Regions from separate parts of the Mus musculus genome. Here all the other regions are linked to region 1. The links are chromatin contacts, called in public ChIA-PET and Hi-C maps. All regions are on one chromosome and are shown on one strand. The core of a region is the stretch at or near the end of the contact, and the rest is flanking DNA. Distances in the headings are between cores, read along the strand shown. Region 1 holds the start of Fubp1 (far upstream element (FUSE) binding protein 1). Region 2 overlaps Pigk (phosphatidylinositol glycan anchor biosynthesis, class K). Region 3 overlaps St6galnac5 (ST6 (alpha-N-acetyl-neuraminyl-2,3-beta-galactosyl-1,3)-N-acetylgalactosaminide alpha-2,6-sialyltransferase 5).

The links. A called contact is a pair of places that touch in the nucleus more often than the background predicts. ChIA-PET counts read pairs in DNA pulled down with a chosen protein or histone mark.
Region 2: a Hi-C map of the G1E-ER4 cell line shows a contact between it and region 1, with 5 times the contacts expected there. The contact joins the enhancer-like site here to the promoter of Fubp1 in region 1. A contact is called at or near these places in 4 of 39 promoter capture datasets (the C10 cell line, cranial neural crest, liver and 1 more), 1 of 484 Hi-C or Micro-C datasets (the G1E-ER4 cell line) and 9 of 115 datasets of contacts at active chromatin or transcription factors (the HPC-7 cell line, the SCID.adh cell line, bone marrow-derived macrophages and 5 more).
Region 3: a contact with region 1 is called in an RNA polymerase II ChIA-PET map of memory CD8 T cells, with 113 read pairs. The contact joins the enhancer-like site here to the promoter of Fubp1 in region 1. A contact is called at or near these places in 1 of 39 promoter capture datasets (pre-B cells) and 4 of 115 datasets of contacts at active chromatin or transcription factors (bone marrow-derived macrophages, effector CD8 T cells, memory CD8 T cells and 1 more).

What each region holds. Positions count from the first base shown.
Region 1 is chr3:152,209,068-152,211,767 of GRCm38.p6, forward strand. It overlaps Fubp1 (far upstream element (FUSE) binding protein 1), which reads left to right and starts at 1,355. Exons shown (of 20, transcript NM_057172.4): 1 at 1,355-1,633. The coding sequence starts at 1,526. It also overlaps a transcript of Dnajb4 not described here.
Region 2 is chr3:152,747,810-152,750,874 of GRCm38.p6, forward strand. All of the region lies in intron 9 of Pigk (phosphatidylinositol glycan anchor biosynthesis, class K), which reads left to right. Among named protein-coding and RNA genes, the nearest start is that of Gm40181, 6.8 kb to the right of the region's middle. Within about 2 kb of position 1,737, at least 9 of the 459 cell types and tissues checked have an H3K27ac peak or open chromatin away from gene starts, as enhancers often do. A contact at or near this core is called in the G1E-ER4 cell line, where this site is marked.
Region 3 is chr3:152,927,194-152,930,201 of GRCm38.p6, forward strand. The region is part of intron 2 of St6galnac5 (ST6 (alpha-N-acetyl-neuraminyl-2,3-beta-galactosyl-1,3)-N-acetylgalactosaminide alpha-2,6-sialyltransferase 5); the gene reads right to left. The region is part of intron 2 of Gm46830 (a long non-coding RNA gene); the gene reads left to right. Among named protein-coding and RNA genes, the nearest start is that of Gm46830, 29 kb to the left of the region's middle. Within about 2 kb of position 1,603, at least 80 of the 459 cell types and tissues checked have an H3K27ac peak or open chromatin away from gene starts, as enhancers often do. A contact at or near this core is called in bone marrow-derived macrophages, effector CD8 T cells, memory CD8 T cells and 1 more, where this site is marked.

The sequences.
Region 1 (2,700 bases), core at 105-2,604:
TTTGCTGGGCAAACTTCCTTAAAACGCGACTGAAATACTCTCATTAGCTAGTTTTCCTACATATTGCTATGATTAAATCTGTAGCCCAATACCTTTACTGTTTTTCTAAATCCACGGACATTCCTAGACATCCATGAACAGGTTAAACAGGTCAAACTGAGCTATCAAATGGCTAAGACAGAGCTGGTTTTAAGAAAATCATGCTGTTTGTATCTGCCAGCACCTGACTTAGTAACTGATAGTGGGTACTGGACACATAGTTTCCGGCTATCGGAAAGCCAAGGGAACATATTTCTCTCATTCTAAGATTGGTGTTAAGAAAAATGCTTCTTAGACTGAGAGGGGGGAAACGTCATACATTAGACAGTCCATTTTGCCTTTTTCTTAGCTAAACTGAGAGCAGGGATCATTGTGGCATACTAAGTATAAACAGAATAAAGGCCCAAGAACCCTCATTCACCGTAGTAATTGCCAGCATTAGGCTAGCATGGCTAAGACACGCTCAGGAATGGTCTGGAGAAACGTGGTTATTGGCATATATGACAAATATTAGAAACTGCCTGCAAAGCCAACTAGTCCAGAAATGAAAATTCAGACCATGACATTGATCTGACTACCCGCAGGGGCGCGGGGGGGGGGGTGGGGAAAACGCAGTAAAGCCGGTTTGTGTCAGGAGCATGACACGTTCGTGACATAAGGGGCACATGGTAAGACTGGCCAAAGACACGCAACGCTAGGTGTCTACATACTGGATGTGCAACACTCACGTTTTTAAAGGACAAAGGGCGGTCATACTTTCACCATCCGCTCGCCCACACTATTTTACATAAGAGACTCAGTAGGCAATCGGCTCGAGAACTAAGGGCCCGGTGGTCTGAGTTCCTCCCCGCTTGTGACCGGCCCGGGTGGAGACATGGGCAGAGGCAGCTCGGCGCCCCGGAGCATGGTGGGCTCCCGCCGCCGGGCCGCAGACGGTTCCGCAGCGTCGCCGCGGACGCCCCGCACGCCCCGTGCGCGCGGCCCTCGGGCTGTGCGGCCGCGCGACACTGTTGCGTGACGTCCCCGCCCGACGACGTCAGGCCCCTTACTACGGAAACACGGAAGGACACTAGCTAGCTCCCTGATCCGCGACGGCCTTTCCAAGTCCCCTACAAGCGCGGGCGGCACACTTCCCGGGCGCCACTGCCTCAGCCGCCGAGGCGAGGGAACAATGGCCCGCACTCGCGCTGCGAGGAGGCGCCCAGAGAGACCCTACTCTCGTGGGAGCCCGGTCAAGTCTCGCGATATTCTTCGCCCGGCGTCCCTTCTCTGTACCCTCCACCCCCTCTTCACCCCCCGCCAATCGCGCGTCAGCGCTGAAACATCGCGGGATTTCCGTCTGCCAGTCTCCGCCCCTTTACGGCACGATGGTCGTGCAAGAATGTGATAGAGCCTCGACGGCCGCCATCTTCTTCCTTTCTTAGCAGTTAACCGAGAGCGGCGCCTCCCTCCGCGAGGAAACGGCAGCGTGTGCTGTAGCGTGGGTATGGCCGACTACTCCACAGTGCCTCCGCCGTCGTCTGGCTCGGCTGGCGGCGGCGGCGGCGGAGTCGTTAACGACGCTTTCAAAGATGCCCTGCAGAGAGCGCGGCAGGTAAGCGTGGACCGACCGCGCGGCGGCTTCCCCTCCCCGACCCCCGAGAGCCGCCGGCGGGGCAGGTCCGGCCCTGCTCGCACTCGCGGCTGCCGCCCGAGGAGATGGCGTCTTCTCACGAGGGGTCCCAGCGGCTCGAGGCCGAGCCCGTTGTCGTGGTCTGAAGCGCCCCCCCCTCCCACGCGCTCTCCCCGAGCGTGGCCTCCACTTCCGCCCCGCGCGCGCGGCCTCGCCGCCCCGTGCGCCCTGCCTGCCCCGGCTCCCTCGGCTCCGGTTCCGCCCGACCCAGGCGCGTGGAAGGTTCTGGGCGCTCAGGTCACGGCGAGGGCAAGCCAGGGAGGGCCGGCTGCCTGGCTAGCGGTCCCCGCCGCTTCCCGCGCCGCCGAGCTCTCCACCCTCGCCGTAATTAGCCTAACGTTCCCCGCGGCGTTCACCAGCGAGGCTCTCCCCGGGGCGGGATCTGCGTGCGATCCACCAATCCTTTCCCCAGCTCCAAATGGCCCCGGGCCCTTTCTTCCCCAGCCTTGAGTTTGAATCTGCCTCTCTCTTCCCAAGTCGAAGCCTCCAACCTCTTTGTGCTACGTAGGGACGTACTGTTGCCTCGAATGGCAACCATTTTCCCAGATGAAAAGGGTTGGATAGATAAGAGTCCTTGCATTTGACACCCCCCCCCCAATAACCTGAACGTCAATGTCTTCAAGTAGCCCCCGCCCCCGACTTCTTTGTAGCTTAAAAATGTATAATGTTGCCTTGCCGGGTGGGGTGGTGCTCGACTTTAGTCCCAGCACTCGAGAGACAGAGCCTGGCAGGTCTCTTGAGTTTGAGGCCAGTCAAAACGGCCAAGAGGGACCTGTCTCAAAAAAAAAAGTATGTTATGGAATTTGCCTGTAAGGTAAAATAAACCCTTATGGCTCTGTTGTAGTTGCTAGACATGAGCAGGTTTTTAAAGCCAGCTTTGACTATACTGGAAACTTCCTTCAGGACCGAAAGATTACCGACTCAATCAAGGTTTATCAAGTCTACCATAATACAGCAAGCACACTTATCTAGTGCATAGATACTGAAAA
Region 2 (3,065 bases), core at 487-2,986, 540 kb after region 1:
AGCAGGTTCTAAGGGCTGAGGATGGTGTTGGTAAGTAGTTGTGTTTCTCCACCGTCTTCACACGCCACAGGCTTTTCAGTTCATGGACAGAAGCTGTAAATGTGGCTGGGACTGCGGTCACGATTGGATTTTGATGTACTAAGGAGTCTTGAGCTCTCCACAACAGTCTGCCATTCAACCCTGTTTTGCTGTTGGGACTTGGTAATTGGTTAGAGCTGGCAGGAGAGGCGAGGTCACTGTGTAGGGCAGTGGTATGCTTGTGCATTTGTGAGAGAGACTGAGGGAAATTGGCGGAAGATGGGGGTTTGAAACATTTATAATGCTTTTTTTTTTTTTTTGTAATTACTTTTGAAAGGAAAAAAAAAGCCTCATTGAGATTAAATAGTGGTTCAGTTACCAGGTACTTCTGTGGGAGCTATAGCAGTGCATTTCTAGCATGTATCTCTAGCACTGCCTGAAACCTGGGCTGCTCAAACTCCAGAACACCTTTCTGGATCACCCGTGGCAGCGTGCATGATGGGATGGATATATAGTTGCAGTACTGAATTAAGAGAAGTAAATTAAAATGCCAGGAAGGATTTCCCTGTGAAGGCTTCGGTGGCAGGATCACATTTCTTGTTTTACAATTCAAAGCCTTATTTTATTTGTTCTTTCCTTTTCCTTTCCTTTCTTTTCTCTTCTTTTCCAATTTCCTATGGCTGTCGGCCTATAAAACTATGAAGGCAGCAGATAAGAGCAATAGAAATTTGAATTTCATTTCATTTTTAAAACAATAGCTTCATATCTTAAGCTGTTGCCCGTGTGTGGGATATGTTCTCTAGCTGGGCTGCCTTGTCTGGCCTCAGTGGGAGATGATGCGCCTCGCCTCACAGAGACTTGATGTGACCCAGGGAGGCCCCACCCACTCAGAGGAGAAGGGAAGGAGGTGGGGAGGATTGTGGGAGGGGGTGACTAAGAGGGGTTCAATGAGCAGGATGTAAAGTGAATATATAAAACAGTAAAAAGCCATCCAGAGACTGCCCCACCCGGGTATCCATCCCATAATGAGCCACCAAATGCAGACACTATTGCATATGCCAGCAAGATTTTGCTGAAAGGACCCTGATATAGCTGTCTCTTGTGAGGCTATGCCAGTGCCTGGCAAATACAGAAGTGGATGCTCACAGTCATCTATTGGATGGAACACGAGACCCCCAATGAAGGAGTTAGAGAAAGTACCCAAGGAGCTGAAGGGGTCTGCAACCCTATAGGTGGCACAACAATATGAACAAACCAGTACCCCAGAGCTCTTGACTCTAGCTGCATATGTATCAAAAGATGACCTAGTCGGCCATCACTGGGAAGAGAGGCCCCTAGGTCTTATAAACTATGTGCCTCAGTACAGGGGAATGCCAGGGCCAGGAAGTGGGAGTGGGTGGGTAGGGGAGCAGGGCAGGGGGAGGGTAACAGGGAACTTTCGGGATAGCATTTGAAATGTAAATAAAGAAAATATCTAAAAAAAAAGCAGTAAAAAATAGAAAAGGAAAAGGAGGCCGACCCAGCAGCTTCAACATTACCCTTGTAAAAGTTGCCAGCCTGTGCTGTAGGACGTTAGTAACCTGGACTAGGATTCAGGACGTTTAGCCTTAATCTCCTATCAGACTCGCTTTATAAGTTCCCTTGACTTTAAGCCTTAAAGGCCGTTTGCTCCCCTTTAGCCACCTGAACATGGATTTACTGTTTATTAGAGACAAGGGCGTTGTTAGATTTTAGCTCTTATCTCAGAGGAGACTGAGCTGTGTGTATCATGAGGAGGCTGAGGAGGCTGTAGTGACCTTGGAGTAAGTGCTGCTATACACTCTGGAAGAATGGGGCTCTGATGCTTCAGTTTTCTTTATGTATTTGTTTGAAAGCAAAATTCTTAGTGCTGACAATTGTCTCAGTTTATATTTGAGAATAAAATTAAGTTTTACAGCTGCATACTAAGGTCTGTTGTCTTAGAGCGCCCTCTAGTGCTTGCAAATAAATTTTATTTAGGATCTTGTCATTTACCTGGTGATATTATTATAATTTTGTGCACTGGTGTTCCACTAACTGTTTAAAGGTTCATGTAGGAAGACTGCACCCAAGAGTTAGATATTCTGTGCAATATGCTGAGATCGCTCTCAGAAGCATTGCTGTCTCCTTCATTCAGTTATCATGAGAATTTCATTTCTGTCTTGCTCTAGGCACTTTTACAGGCATTATCTCATGTGTGCAGCTGCTGTTCACATGCAGATATGAATCACAGTTTATGTAGAGGAAAGTTTATCTACCAAGAAGCAGAAATCACAAAAACACATTTTGTGACGGTAGTTGTGGATTCAGTGTTATTGTTTCAGATCTTAGACCAGCAGTATTAATACAGTGTTACTAAAAATACTAGTTACATCTTTTAAAATACATTCTCACACAATGGACACAATGCAGTATATTGGTTTGGATTGGCTGTTTTATATTTTTGTGCAGTGACTTAGCACTTAGTATCTTAGTCACATAGAATGAAATCATTAGTATGTAACTCTAACTGAAGCAGCTCTAGGAAGCAGAGTTCTCATGTGTGTCCTGGGACTTAGGCATGCTGAGGTGACCTCATGGAGCCACAGGGAACAGAAGAGGACAGACGGCTCCTTGACTCGGTTAATTCCTCCCGACAATTAATTATGTTTTATACCTCTTGTGCTATTATTTTATTAGTGAAATTCATGTATGTTGACCCTAGCTATAGTTTTTCATTAAAAAGATACATTAAAGTTGAGCAGTGGTGGCACGTTCCATCAATCCCAACATTCAGGAGGCAGAGACAGGCAGATTTCTGAGTTTAAGGCCACATTGGTGTACAGAGTGGGTTCCAGGACAGCCAGAGCTCTACACAGAAGCCCTGTCTTGAAAAAACAAAAACAAACAAAACAAAACAACAAAAGATACATTGTATGAAACCTTCAAAGAATAAAAATATTTTTAAATAAAGGATAATTTCTTTAATAGAATGCCTTTTAATGTGCATTTCAGTACTCTGACAAATATATACAACTGAGCAACCATTT
Region 3 (3,008 bases), core at 353-2,852, 720 kb after region 1:
GTCTTGAACTTTAAGGCGGTGCTATTCCCTCCTCAGGTCTCAGCTTCCTTCTAACGCTTCTGCTTCCATAATAATGCTTCCTGGCTCTGACGTCTTAAAGGGTTAGTGCAGAAGAAACCATTTTGGCTATTTTAGCAGAGAGTTCAGTGTTTGACGAGTCAGGTGATTTCTGGTCTTTGCTTTAGTGACAGCTCTCCTCAGACCCTCAGCTTCATCTGGTAAGAAGTGACCGGATGGATTTGGGAATGCTTATTGTTGAGCATGGGAGAAATGCTAAACATGGCATGTCGAGGAAATCAATCTAATACGCATATATTAAGAGAAGCAGGGCTTAATTGTACTCGTGGCTGCACCAGCAGGGGCTGGAGAGGGCTAGGCTTTATAGGCACCCACTGTTCTCTGTAACTTGAATTAAAAGGCATCAAAATGCCTTGGTCTACTGGTTGCTCTAGGCCTTTATTGGAAACCCTGAGTGTTTTTCTATAGATCCTAGCACCAGAGGTCTGTAGTTCTTGTGATAGCTTAGCAACCCAAGTTTTTGACCTGTGGGCAATTTCTCCTCTACAAGGGGGAAAAGAAAAGAAATTAACCAAATAATTTAAATCTAACAACAAAGTAATAAAATGCCAATTTCATTCTGAAGTTAATGGCATTACTTCAAGTTATTTAGCACTTCGTAGCAGAATAACTCGCCAACCTGCACTTTGCATATACATATTTATTGAATTCACCAAGAGTGTGCTCTGCACATTGACTGCCCATGATTTGTGCCTAAATAATAACTCCTGAATAGAACTCACTGCTTTATGGGTCTTTGGTGGGATTTTTGAAAAATAAATTCTGCACAAGGGGTGGCATTAAAAGGGAAAAAAAGAAATATAATGTGATTTTCCTCCTATGCAGGCACAGCGTTAGCTTCCTTTTATTAATCCGAGCAATGAAAATCACTTTGACACATTGTTGTTATTTATTATTTATTTTCACATCTTTCTTTAAAAGGCGGGGTGTGTCCATTTTAACACACTGCTAGAGTCTTCAGAGTCTGTGAGACTGAGTACACAGAACCAAGCCCAGGACGACACGCTGCGGAGCCAGCTCCTCACGCAACCATGTTTATTGCGTGCCCGCTGGCCTGGAGTGCAGAAGTAACTCCTATTAAATTAGCAATCAAGCAAAGCAAAGCTTGAGTCACAGAACAACCCAAAGCACAATGGGATGAACGTGGTGACGGCCAACTCCTTGAGTGCTGTGTATAGCTTTTAAATGTTACCTACAAATTTATAATGTCCCTGATTAGCTTGAAATGTCAAAATCGTAGCTGAAGACCCCACAGAGGATTTCTAAAGGGCGAGGTGCCTTTCCTTTCTTTCTTTTTCTTTTTGCTTTGCTTTCTTCTTTTCCCTCCTCTAGATTCGTCAGAACTAGCTAGCAAAAGCTCCCCGCTTAGCCTGCTAATGACTATCAGAAATATTCACAGTGTTCCCTGGGTTTCTTCTCTTCTCGCGTGGTCAGGCTTTAACATGCAGTCCTTAGTCTCAGCCTAATTACTCACATTTGAAGCGGGAACCTCACATCTGTCACAAAGCTCTTAGGCCACTTTTAGGAAGGCCTTGCTGTCAACAACAGGAAGTGGGAGGAGGGGTTGGGGGTGGACTCTCTTATCTCAGACAATATGTGGAATTGCACCTGACTGACAAAGCCACTGAAGAAGCTGGTGATAATATTATTACAGTAGCTACCATATGTCTTACATCAAATGCGGCTCTAGCTTTATCATTTTCACTGGGGCTCTCTAGAAGGAGATGGGAGAGAGCTGCCGCAGAGATCTGGCTCTCCACTGAAATGCAGGCTTCCTGCTCCTCTATAAAGGAAACAACTAAAACTCCATTTGCATCAAGAACCGAGAGCCCTAGGTTAATTACAGGTAAGGGTATGTTTACATTCCCCAGGGCTAGCTACTGACAGGTTTTATTTCTGAGGGAAAAAAAAAAATGCTGCTGCAGTTTGACTAAATCCACAGGTCTTTTTTTTTTTTTCCACTCTTAAAATTCTGTGTGGCCGAAAGGAACCCATCACTCAAAGATCTTTCAAAGGTAACCTGGAAAACCTTCATTTTCCAGAGTCTGAATGCAGTTAGAGAACCCAAAGTTCAGACCCGGAAGCCTAAACAAAAGAAGACATGGGAGGTCGATACCTTTGTGAGGCTCAAAAGAGGGCGGGTGGCCTCGGGGCATGATGATGGTGACATAATCGGCCAATTAAAACCTTGAGACAAAGTCTGAGCCATACAGGTGCAGAGCCCAGGATGCTGTGAGCTAAGACTAGTCAGCCGGACAATAGTATCAAAGAGCTAACTTCCCAGGTGGGTAACATGCTTGCTTTGAAAGGACCAGGACACGTGCTAGATCCCAGAACAGATGTAAAAAGTAGGGAGAGGCAATGTGCACTTGCAATCCAGCACACAGGGAGACGGAGACAGGCGGGTCGCTGGGGCTGACTAACAAACCTCTTCAAGGCCAGTGAGAGGACTTGTTACAAAGAAACAAACAAAAAGATGGGTGTTATCTGAGGTATGACTGCTAAGGTTGTCCTCTGATCGCCACATACACACACCACTTCCCACATCTGCAAGGCTTCTAGCTTCATCCCTTTCTTTTCTTTCTTCCTCCCTCTCTCCCTCTTCCCCTCCCTGCTGTGGATGGCTCTATGCTGCTTGCTCTCTCAGGACAGTAATGTACTCAGGTGGCTTCTTGTGAACCAATCCTCTAATGAATAAAGGAGCCAATCACTGGGCGAGTAGGCGGGACTTCCGGGTTGGACTGAAGAAGAGGGCAAAGCAGGAGAGAGTTAGGTCCTCTTTGGAACAGACTGCAGAGGGGTAAGGTGTAGCTGTTAGAGTTTCCCAGGCCATTGCCCACCAGCCAGCCAAGAGTTAGAGGCACAAGTGCGGGAGCATGATGGTTCTTCATTTTTTAATATTTCCCACAGCACCGCCCTCCCTCTTTTCC